Regions from separate parts of the Pan troglodytes genome. Here region 2 is linked to region 1. A link is a contact called in public Hi-C data. All regions are on one chromosome and are shown on one strand. The core of a region is the stretch at or near the end of the contact, and the rest is flanking DNA. Distances in the headings are between cores, read along the strand shown. Region 1 overlaps LOC134810891. Region 2 holds the start of DECR1 (2,4-dienoyl-CoA reductase 1).

The links. A called contact is a pair of places that touch in the nucleus more often than the background predicts.
Region 2: a contact with region 1 is called in a Hi-C map of stem cell-derived neural progenitor cells, with 4 times the contacts expected there. The contact joins the promoter of DECR1 here to the enhancer-like site in region 1. A contact is called at or near these places in 4 of 7 Hi-C or Micro-C datasets (blood, induced pluripotent stem cells and stem cell-derived neural progenitor cells), 1 of 1 datasets of contacts at active chromatin or transcription factors (stem cell-derived excitatory neurons) and 1 of 1 other capture datasets (stem cell-derived neural stem cells).

Annotation. Positions count from the first base shown.
Region 1 is chr7:99,982,798-99,988,857 of NHGRI_mPanTro3-v2.0_pri, reverse strand. The region is part of intron 1 of LOC134810891; the gene reads left to right. Among named protein-coding and RNA genes, the nearest start is that of RIPK2, 30 kb to the left of the region's middle. Within about 2 kb of position 3,952, at least 11 of the 24 cell types and tissues checked have an H3K27ac peak or open chromatin away from gene starts, as enhancers often do. A contact at or near this core is called in induced pluripotent stem cells, stem cell-derived excitatory neurons and stem cell-derived neural progenitor cells, where this site is marked.
Region 2 is chr7:100,255,350-100,261,674 of NHGRI_mPanTro3-v2.0_pri, reverse strand. DECR1 (2,4-dienoyl-CoA reductase 1) reads right to left here and starts at 1,837. Exons shown (of 10, transcript XM_001138969.4): 1 at 1,532-1,837. The coding sequence starts at 1,600. NBN (nibrin) reads left to right here and starts at 652. Exons shown (of 17, transcript XM_063816403.1): 1 at 652-874.

The DNA of each region.
Region 1 (6,060 bases), core at 2,703-5,202:
TGAATTCAGCGGGATATTTTGCTTTTTAATTTTTTTTCAGAATTCAAAATTGTATTTTTCACCTGTCACTCCTGGGTCATAAACAAAATATACTAAGGTATATTAACTTTTTAGCTGGGCGCGGTGGCTCACGCCTGTAATCCCAGCACTTTGGGAGGCTGAGGCGGGCGGATCACAAGGTCAGGAGATCGAGACCATCCTGGCTAACACGGTGAGACCCCGTCTCTACTAAAAATACAAAAAAATCAGCCGGGCGTGGTGGCGGGCGCCTGTAGTCCCAGTTGCTCCGGAGGCTGAGGCAGGAGAATGGCGTGAACCCGGGAGGCGGAGCTTGCAGTGAGCCAAGATCGCGCCACTGCACTCCAGCGCGCCACTGCACTCCAGCCTGGGCGACAGAGCGAGACTCCGTCTCAAAAAAAAAAAAAAAAAAAAAAAAAAACTTTTTAGGCAACACACACACACTTCTTAAGAAGTGACTGTGAAAGGAGGTTATAAGTTCAGTAACCTTTTTAACATCCTGTTTTGGGCAGATACAGTTGTAGAAGAAGGCGGAGCTGTTCTTATTGTAGTAGCCTGTGTAATCTAGGTCATCACAGGGCGGGCTGGTGCAATTCTCTGGAAGGGGGAACTATGACTGCATCAGGGATCCAACGTCAGCAGCTGAACATGACAAAACTGTGGAGTTTATTGGGACATAAAGAGCACTCAGGAACCTTCTTTGGCTCAATTTTAATAGTTGTCAAACAGAATAGAAATGTCTGCCCTTCCAGGGCAGCCATTTTTGCACAACTCCAGTGGGGATGTTGTTCACAGTGGGGAGGTATCATTCACATGGAATACATGATCAGTGGGGCCCCTGAAGTTGTGCAATGTGGAGGTACTATGGTCTATTTATCTTCCAAGATTGTTCTGAGAGGCTCAAGTTACACAATGAATATATAAGGACTTTATAAGCCTGTCAATATTCATAAATAATGACAATAATAATTGTTGTTTTCTGACCAGTTCTGCCCTTTGAGCAAAGCTTTCTTATCTAGTTTGCACTACTGGCTAAGACTTGGCTTAGCACTCACAGTGAAGCTGTGGAGTTCTCTTGTTGAATATATACATTTTCACAGAACACAAACTTCACACATGATCTCTTTGTGACTATAATGGAGCAAGATGGAAATTAGACTACTTCATGATCATTTCAGAACAGAGAAAAATAAGAACACTGTCCAATCCATGAAAATGAGTGAACATTCACCTTTCCTGGCTAATAATGAATAACTGCTGATTCTTTCCAATTATAGCATTAGCTTACTTCATTCCTTTCAATGTTTAGATAAGAATAATTAAGATACCTAATCAGGGAATTCCCCCTGTTTCTGTACAACATCCAGTCCAGGGAAGATCCCCATTTTCTTGAAAGCTCCCCCAAATCACCTACCACAAACTCAAATCCTGTAAGTTTTTTCTAACACCTTCTTACTGATATGCTCAAGGGTCTCCCATGGTATTTGTTTCTCCCCCTTGCAATGAATTAATAAACCCAGTTTTATAGAACTGCAGATGTGTTGCTGGTGGTCTTTGACTAGAGGACATTGACAAATTCATACAGTAGTTATTACTCAGCCAGGAGCCCTCTCTCTATCTCAGTCAGAGAGGTGGCTCCTCTGACTTCTCTAAGGATTTTGTCTATGGCATTGGTGCTGTTTCAGAGCCCAAAGCTGGACATGTAAACATCAGAACCAAATAACATAAATTTCCAGTTTTATTTATTTTAATATGTTTTAGAGACGGTGTCTCACTCTGTCACTCAGGTTGGAGTGCAGTGGCTCAGACATGGCCCACTGCAGCCTGGACCGCTCAAGGCTCAGGTAATCCTCCCACCGCAGCACCCCAAATAGCTGGGACTACAGGCATGCACCACCACATCTGGCCAATTTTTGTATTTTTTATAGAGACAAGTTTTCACCATATCACTCAGGCTGGTCTTAAACTCCTGAGCTCAGGCAATCCGCCCACCTTGGCCTCCTAAATTGCTGGTTTTTACAGGTATGAGCCACCTTGCCAGGTTTGCAGTTTTCTTTAGATTTGCTTTGTGATAAGGTAGTAAACTTGTTAGAATAAAGGGATTATGTAAATTTCTATTTAGTGAGTAATCAAATGGTACACACATCTAAATTAAATGTCTAAGATAGCTTAGTTATTAAGCAGCTTACATGGAAGACAGCAGAGTATACGTATGTATATCTACACAAATATTTAACAGAAACACTGTAAAGAGATTCAGTAATATTCATGCTAAAATGAGAAGAAGACTAGGGAGGTAGTGAATGAAGAATCAAATCAGTAGTATTTTGTAGGGAATAAATTATCGAGGAAAATTTATGGAAGGAGAAGATCTGAAGGTGCAGTTTAAACGAGATGACTATTTTTGCTACCACAGACAAGAAAAAGTTTTTCCAGAGTCTGGATGGTACATTTTTAATGTATGGTCATGGTTAATCATGTGTGCATCCTCTTATACTCTGGGGCAATAAAATGTTTTAATATGTGAGTACCATAATATGAATTAGTAATTTTGTATTCATAACTTGTAGGCAGATGTGCAAAGGCTCTAAAAATCTGCATAATGTATGCCTAACCTAAATCACACATATAAAAACGTGTTAACAGGATTGTGCTTGGTTTTAAGTTCAGTTTCTATTTTAGTATTCCCATTGCCCATCCTTGCTGAAACTCACTTTTCTCATTTATAAGAGTTATAGGAGGAGTGAATACGATAATGCATGTGGAACTGCTTCATGAACTGTGGTACATTAATTAATTTTAGTTTTGGATCCTGGCTCTGCTCTAAGGTTTTCTCTTTTCCAGCTTAGTGTTGTTTTGAGGGTGAACACTGTGCTAGGCACATGCAGAAAAAGTAGCAATTATTCTACCTTTAGATGTTTTGCTATTAACATAGTTTCTAAAATTACTCATCTGTGGGGTGTTCAATAAATATTTCTCTACTGACTAACATATGACAGGCAGATCAGTTAATTGGATGTAATACTTTCATTCATACAGTGTAGCATGTGATCTTATACATGGAAATTGGCAAAATGTGCCAGAGTTACCAAACTGGCTTTCAGGATCTAGTTGTGACAGTCAGTTTTGGTTTATTATCTCTCCTGTATTTGCTGTGACTTGTACCTGTTTATATAATCTCATGTATAACATCAAATCTCTTAGCAAGAATTTAACACTGACTTTGAATGCAGTTAAATCTCAACCTGATTAAGGATTGTTTTCTAATACAACTCTTTCCCTAAACCTCAAAACATTTAGAGAATTCTAAGGGTCTTCTTTTGCCTCAGTTACCACTCATAGCACTAATGCAATGGGTTGGCTGCTTTGGCATTATGGGATGCTTGTTTTGACTATTGAGGTTTTGAATATTACAAATATAGTGAAACAATAGTGAAGCACAGATTGCCCAGAAAGGGTAAAGTTTCAACATCTTCCCACAAAAACAATGATTGAGTCTTTTCATTAGTTAGCTCCTAAAAAATCAGCATAAAACTAGATAATAATAGGATACCTGCTGATCTGTGAGATAAAAACATTCTTTTAAATTGCATGTCAATTTGAAAAGATAAATATTGATGCCAATGTACTGGTGATGAAGTGGGGGCCTGGGGTGTGGGGATGAGACCAGCTGGCAGGCATTGGCTAAGCCAGACCCTGGGCTGAGTTGGATTGCATAGGCCTTGTGACTCTATTCTTAAACACAGATCCTGAGGGTGAATGACAGCATCTGTGAGATTTTTGAGTCAGTTCTGAAGTAGGTTCTCAGCCAAGTTAGGCAGACATAGAAAAGTAATTATAAAATGCCTAGGCACCAGCCCCACCTAGAGTTGATGCTTAGAATGAGGTAGATAATAGCGGAAGGAGCAGTTTTTTAAGCCAGTGAGCTTTACAGTGGGGGATGGGGCAGAATGGGGAAGTCCTTTATTCTGAGCTCTTAAGCATGCCAGGAGCAGATGCCTGATTTTACTGTGTGGCACTTTGTGGCCCAGAAACTTTCCAGATTCTGTATTTTCCTATCTGGTTAAATGTAACTGTATTTACCTGTGTTTCAAAGCCTGAATGCTTTATTTATTCTCTACTTAAATTTTCTTTTCCAGTTTTTCCTAACAAGCTTCCCTAGATTTACTTGTTCTCACTTCCTAGACGCTATTTGTATTCTTCCTTCTTCTCTAGTTCATTGGAAATTTCTGCTTCTTTGAGACTGAGGTTATATTCCACTTCTTCTGACTACACCACCACCATCAAGCTCCTTCTCTGAACTCTTGGATCATTACTTCAACCTGAAACAACTCATCAGGTATCTATAAAGGTGGTTATTTGAGTTCCTGTTTTTAGGATTCCAAAATGATGCCAAGATATGTAAAATAAAATGTTAATTGCATTTTTTTTGAGGGGGTTAGAACTATGTAAGTCCCAAAAGAGACAAAGAGTTTAGCTCAAAGCTATCAGATGTTGGAATCAGAAGTTTGGCTTAGGTTAATAAAATGTTTTGCTGTTTAATTTACAAAATTTTTCAAGATCAGGTCCCTGGAGGGAAAATAGCAAAAGGAATTCCTAATAGAGAAAAGTTGCAAACCACTAATTGTGTATAGATTTGGTATTTTGTTATGTGTAATAAAGTGGTTGAGAGTATGATCTTTGAAGTCTGGCAGACCTGGGTTTGCCACTTTCTATCTGTATAACTCTGTACTTTGCATTATCTTTTGGAGTCTTGGTTTCTCACCTAGAAAGTGAGTCAAGGCAAATAATTTACTCAGCACAATGCCTGCCATATAGTGAATGTTCAGTGTTATCATTATTGTTGTTGCATCTTATTTGCTCTTTTTTGTGGTTTATGTCCTGTGTTAGGCAGAATAGTTGCCTACTGCCCCAACCCCACCAAATGTTCCAGCACCTCTGATATTACCTCACATGGCAAGAGGGCTTTGAAGATGTGATTGAGTCAAGGATCTTGAATGGGGAGATTATCCTGAATTACTCAGGTGGACCCAGTGTAATCACAAAGGTTTTTCAAAGATGGAAGAGGGCAGAAGAGCCAGAAAAGGATATGTGACAATGGAGTCAGTGTCAGAGTTGGAGTGACGTGATGTGAGAAGGATTCAACCTGCTGTTTCTGGCTTTGAGGATGAAAGAAGGGGCCATGAGCCAAGCAATACAGGTGGCTTCTTTCAAGAAGTTGGAAAAGGTAAGGAAATGGGTTCTCACCTAGAACTGCTGGAAAGCAACCCAGCCCTACTGACACCATGATTTTAGCTCAGTGAGACTCTGTCCAGATTTCTGACCTCTAGAACTATAAGATAATAAATTTGCATTGTTTTAAGCCACTAAGTTTGTGGTAATTTGATAAAGCATCAACAAAAAATGAACACTTCATCCCAGCAGGACTCCTTTTGAAGACCAGTTCTATATACATCATCGTATCCAGTGTAAGTATTGGATGTAAATATGGATCAATAATTTGGAATTTACTGAGGTTTCCAGTGGTGAGGCACAATAACTTGTAATTTGCAATTTTTTGTAGTGGAGAAGAGATAACCATGAGTCAGCTCTCTTTCTGCATACACATTTCCATTGCAGCACAAGTTAAAGATACTGGAGAAATTCCCCATCTCACTACCAAGGACAGACCTAACTGACAATAAATTCATCTATAGCCCAGTCAGGGTTTTCCCCTCATTGTCCTTGCCTTCCACAATTGCAGCTAGTTTTCAAAAAGATACATAAAAATAGCTACCATGAATTTAGCACATGGTATGTGCCAGGAGTTATGCTAAATGCTCTGCATATGTTATCTTACTTAATCCTCCAAAATTTTCCATGGTGGTAAAAATAAATGTTTCTTGTTTTCAAACTTCAGGTCATGACTCTCAGTGGATTTTGAAATCAATTTTGTAGGGAGTGATCAGTAGTTATTAAACAATAAAATAGAATATGAAATATTGCATTTCAGGAAGTAAGAGTAGGCATAGTTTCATCAAATTTTGGTTTCAATTATATATA
Region 2 (6,325 bases), core at 588-3,087, 270 kb before region 1:
GCCTCCCAACCCCCAACCTCAAAACTTCCATATTTTTCTTCAGCAAAGGAATTTCAAAATTGTCAGATTACAATTAATTTTTAAATGAGTTCATTTTCTCCTTCTCAAACTGTATTGTCTAATGGTGTCAGAAGAGCTCGGATAAGGTCTGTATGACCTTATTGCTACAATCCTAATGATGTGTGTTAAAAAATGAAATCTCTGAAGACATCACAGAGCTGTTGTAGATTTCAAATGAGAAATGTCTCTGAAAAGTATCAGAAAATATGGGCTTCCTTTATAATGATCTATAATCCAGTTTTCACAGGGAGAGAAAAAAAATCAGCAAAACCCTAACCCTGAACAAATCTCACTTTTTAAAAGAAAGATACCTTACTTGAGGGAACCACCATACTAATTCTTTGTATTCCTATTTGGAACTACTGCTGCCCATATTTTTTGAAAAACAACACCATGGCTGTCTATTCTATCAAATCAAAACAAGTTTTTTCACAGTTGACATATTAATTTTTCTACCTGGCTAAAGAAAATGTGCTTTTTAGTTTACTTATAACAATTTTGTAATTTAGATGTGGGGAGGGCTTGTCTTGGATATTATTGCTTCTTTTTGTTTTTGTTTCTCTTCTTCCTAGCTGTTTTCACTTCCTAGCTATTTCCACTATGGGTGCAATGGAGACGGTGACAGGAGTGTGGGCCAGAGAGAGGGGGAAGCCAGTGTGAGACGGACCTCTCCCAGCTATACATCTGGGAAGGCGAGTCTATAAACAGCTGGGGTTTTGTTTTTGTTTCATTTTTATGATAAGTTGTTTGTGTTAGTGTTTAATTCCATAACTAACACATAGATGGACTTTCCTCACAACAAAGGACGTCAAAGGTCAGTGCTCGCTCGGCCTGATCCCCTCTCACTCCTTAAGGGGGGGACGGGCGCCGTATCCTTCCCTACCTCTTTCTACCTATTTACACACAAGTTGGAAACTTGCAGAACTGTGAAAACTTCGAAAATCACGTCTCTTCCCTATTCCCCTACACACATCAGGGCTTCATCTGACAGTGGAATACGACCCGGGCCCCGGTGCTCACTCCCGGCGTTGCCCTTCGCTCCGGGACCTGGTCGTCCTCTCTCTCTGCGCCCCAAAACGCCCTGTCCTAGCTCCCTGAGCCCCAGGGACGCCGGGTCCTCTCTTTGTGCCCCAAGACTTCCTGCCCTTTCTCTTGCGCCCCGAGACGTCCTGTCCTCTCTCTCGCTCCCCGGGTTGCTCTGTGCTCTCTTAGCGCTCCAGAACGCCCTGTCCTCTCTCTTTGAGCCCCGGGACACCCTGTCCTCGCTCCCCGAGCCCCCGGGACGCCCTGTCCTCTCTCTGCGCCTCGGGATGCCCTGTCCTCGCTCCCCGAACCCCCGGGACGCCCTGTCCTCTCTCTTTGCGCCCCAGGATGCCTTGTCCTCGCTCCCCGAGCCCCCGTGACGCCCTGTCCTCTCTCTTTGCGCGTCGGGACGCCCTGTCCTCGCTCCCCGCGCCCCCGGCCGCCTTACCCGCCGAGGAGCGAGGCCACAGGGCAGCCGGGACCCCAGAGTAAAGAAAACCCTGGCCGGTAGCTTCATGTTGAGTCTCCAGAACTCGGGCCGGAAGGCGGCGCAGGCGGTTGGGCGCAGGGGGCGGGACAAAAAGAACAAAGTTCTCGGGGCTGGAAACGCTGCCTAGGCCGCCGGGGGATGGGACGGGGACTGGGACCCAGGCGGCGTGGACGCCCAGCGGCCCTGACCTTCAGGGTCCGGCCGAGGGCGCCGCCTAGCTGGGCCTAGCTGATGCTCTTTCCTGCTCTCTGGGCCAGGAGTGCTTTGTATGGCAGAGAATGGAGGTTCTTTGCGTACTTGAGCGGGTGGACGAAACCCCTCGCCCTGCAAGGGTTTGCAGATTGCAGCTGCGCGCCCCATACACTGCCTACCAAGGGCGAAACTCTTTTTCAGTCGTATATGTTTATCCCTTAAGTGCGTGTTTAAGTGCAGAGTGCGCGTGGCGCCAAGTCACATATTATCAGAATAATAATATGTTGGATGTAAAACACGGCCTCACTTTCCCTAAGACCAAGAGGCTGAAAAACACTAAGGGCAGCTTCCGGCGTTTTGACTTTTCGCAGGACACACCGCCCCCTGTCGCCGGATGCAGCGTGACTGCGACCGTCCAGCCTTGGCTTTTTTCTCGAAGTTATACACACGTTAAAGGCAAACGCAGCTTCAGTATATCATTCTCCATCTTAGTGTAATATACCTGTTGACACAAGGCATTAGCTCAGATCACATTTCTTTCCTCATTCGTAAAATGAGAATATTCATAGCTAATTCAGAATTTTAGATAAAAGAAGATGGGTGTGAGGCCCCAGGCTGAGGCTGATGGTAGATGATATTGAGTGTTTACTATTTGCCTGGCATGTTCCAAATGCTGATAAAGAAACATTTATATCTTCAGATGAATGTACACTTACATTTAGACATATAGCTTATAAGGTATATAAACTCTGAAAAACTTTGTAATTTTGAGTTGGTCTGGTGATAATTTCCAGGCCTTCTGCCTGTAACTGGTTACAGAAATAAAAACTTTCTTCATCCCCAGTTCATCGACATCTCATTATTGGCAGCAAGAAATAGCAGCCTGACCCTCAGTTTGGTCCGGGAACAAAACTACCACAGATTGGGTGGCTTAAATGGAAATTTGTTTTCTCACAATTCTGGAGGCCACAAGTCAGCAGAGTTGGTTTCTTGTGGAGCCACTGTGGGACCATCTTCTCCCTGTGTCTTTACATGATCCTCCTGTGTACCTTTCCATATCTAAATTGCCTCTTCTTATGAGGACACCAGTCGTGTTGGATTAAGGCCCACCCTCAATGACCTAATTTAACTGGAATTACCTCCCTAAAGACTCTATCTCCAAATATAGCCACATTCTGACATACTGGGGGTTAAGAGTTCAATGTATATATTTGGCTGGGAGAAGAGGGAAGTACACAATTCAGCCCAGAACACTTGCCCTCTTAAATAACTTTTAGACCAGCTTAGGAGGCATTTTCTGTCCTCCCAAAAAAACCTTGAGAATATATCAATAATAAAACTTTTCCTAAGCTCTTGATATATGTATGGCGCTGTTATTCTTGACTTCCAAACCAAATTGTAAGTGGGATTCATCTTGTTTCTAAAAAGAAGTTGCAACATTAGTGATACGGTTTGGATTTGTGTCCCTACCCAAATCTCATGTTGAATTGTAATCTCCAGTGTTGGAATTGGGGCCTGGTAGGAGGTGATTGGATCATGGGGACAGATTTCTTCCTTTGGTGCTATTCTCCTGATAGAGTTCTCAGGAGATCTGGTTGTTTAAAAGTGTGTGGCACCTCCCACCCTCTCTTCCTCCTGCTCCAGCCGTGTAAGACAGCCTGCTTCCCCTTCATCTTCCACCATGATTGTAAGTTTCCTGAGGCCTCTCAAGTCATGCTTCCTATATAGCCTGCAGAACTGTGAGTCAATTAAACTTCGTTTCTTTATAAATTACTCAGTATGAGGTATTTCTTTATAGCATTGTGAGAATGGAGTAACACAATAAGTAACTTAAAACAATTAATCATTTATTATCTCACAGTTCCCAGGAGTTAGGAGTCTAGGCACAGCTTAGCTGGATCCTTGGCTCTGGGTCTCAGAAGACTGCAATCAAGGTGTCAACTAGGCTGTTTTTATCTGGAGGCTCAGCTGGAGAAGATCTGATCCCAAGCTCATCCAGATTGTTTGCAGAATTATTTTCCTCATAACCATATAACTGACAGCCCCACATTTTTGCTGGATGTTGGCTGGAGTTGCCTTCAGCTTCTAGAAGTCACCTCCATCCCTTCCCATGTGGGCTTCCTCAGCAGACTGCTTACTACATCAAGCCAGCAAGGACAATTCTGTACCTCAGGGAGGCCCCAGCCCATCTTTTAAGGACAATCACCAGATTAAGTGAGGCCCACTGAAAATAGTCTTAACCCCTTTTTGATTAACTAAAATCAACTGACTTGGGACTGCAAACCAAAAAGTGACTGAGGCAGATCTCTGTGGGTTAGCGATCATTTAGCCAAGGTTGAGAACACGTCTGGGAAAAAAATGCAACTCACAAGAGCATCTGTAACCTATGCTTTTTCCAAAGGGGGTTTTGGGAAATTCTTTATTTAAAAAAGAAAGAGCAAGCAGGAGAAAAAAAAAAGGAAGAGAGGGTAGACACTGAGGCAGATGGTTCCATTCTTTTGAGGCTCTGATTAGCCTCAGTAAATCTACATTTTACATAAGATAAAGTAAACATGTGAAAAGAGGGAGTAGAGGAAATGATGCTATGTCTTGGGATTATGAAATTACAGCTATCAGTTTGGGGACAACGACAACAAAAAAGACAGTATTGGTGACTGAGTTTCCAAGCTTAACTTTCCTTATGGCATAGTGAGTTCACAGTCCCTATATTCTGTTTTTCTTTCACAGGATCTTAGTTGCATCTGCACAATTCTTTCACCTTTGCCATATACTGTTAACTAGAAGTGAGTCACAGTTCCTGTCCATACTTAAGGGAAGGGAATTATACAGAGCATGAATTCCAGGGACTGGGACTCATGGGACCATCTTAGAATTCTGTCTACCACAACCATACATTAGACATGAAAAAGAAGTTTGCAAAAGTTTTAGGTAGACCCCCTGCATTAGTCCATTCTTGCATTCCTATAAAGAAATATCTAAGACTGAGTAATTTATAAGAAAAGAGGTTTAATTTGCTCATGGTTCTGCAGGCAGTACAGGAAGCATGGTGGCATCTGCTTCTGGGGAGGCCTCAGGAAGCTTCCACTCATGGAAGGCAAAGGGGCACACTTTTAAATGACTAGATCTCAGGAGAATTCCCTCACTATGGTGAAGATAGTACCAAGTGGAATAGTGTTAAACCATTCATGAGAAACCTGCCCCCATGATCTAATCACATTCTACCAGGCTCCACCTCCAACACCAGGCATTACATTTCAATATATGAGATTTGGGTGGGGACACACATCCAAACTACATCACCCACACTCTACAATCTAGTCAGAGGGAAATAGCTACATAAAACACTTAGGCAGCCTGGACTCTGGGTTCTGTTTTACTGTCATTCCCCAAGCTTGGTACAGAAGCAGAGGGTTGGAACCTCAAAGGAATAAACCAGTTAGGAAAAATATAACCACTAGGAACTGAAAATCAGAGAGGCCTCCCCTAAAGGCCTGTATAGGACTTGGTGTCCTTCTTATGATACCGAGAGGGAAGAAAGGAGACAGGGCACTAAAGATGACTAAGGTTAAATTTCCCACAATTCCCACAATCATGGAGGAATGGATAGGGCTAGGAATGGAATTTAAATAAAATAAAATAAAATGATATTACCTTCATCCTTGAATATATGGTTGAATATTTATACCACTAGCTTGTCTTGAATATGAACAGAAAAAATGGTTATATTATTTTTAATTTTTAATATTTCCTGAAATCAAAAGGCCTAAAAGTGGGGTTCATCTTGTTTCTAAGAAGAAGTTGCAACATTGGTGATATGGTTTGGATTTGTGTCCCTACCCAAATCTCATGTCGAATTGTAATCCCCAATGTTGGAATTGGGGCCTGGTGGGAGGTGATTGGATCATGAGGACAGATTTTTCCCTTTGGTGCTATTCTTCTGATTTCTTATCTGATGGTTCAGCCTTAGTGCCTGGCAGACTCCTACACTCCAGCAATGGCTGCTCCCCTCACACACATGCCTCCTCTCCCCACTTCCACATCATCACCCTAGTATGGCTGCCTCTGACCCCATAATCAGGGGTCAGCTTTGATTTTGTTTTCTCGGGAAAAGTTACCTTGACTTCTACACTAATTCAGGTCTTCCTACTAGGGAAGCATCCAAGTTTGGTGGTACCTGAAGCTTATAAACTTTGGGAAGCCATCTAAGAAAAAGATTACAAAATTAGATGCAAAAATGAATATTAACTTACAATATAAGAAGAAATTAGAACAAATTACAAATTCCAAAAAATTTACAGTATCCTAAATTTCACACAAATATAAAGTAATGTTTCAAACTACTTAAATGTCTAACACACCTCTAATTGTAATTTCCGTCTACATTTCGGAGCTGCATTCTCTTTGATCACCTCTTCCTTTATTGAAGATTTTATAAGCATATTTTTAATAGAGAGAATAAGGAGTTCAAGTGCTAAATCATACCTCACACACACTTAGATTTGCCACTCATAGGACCACTACAGATTTGTATCTGGCCAAGACAGAATTTCTAAAAATTTC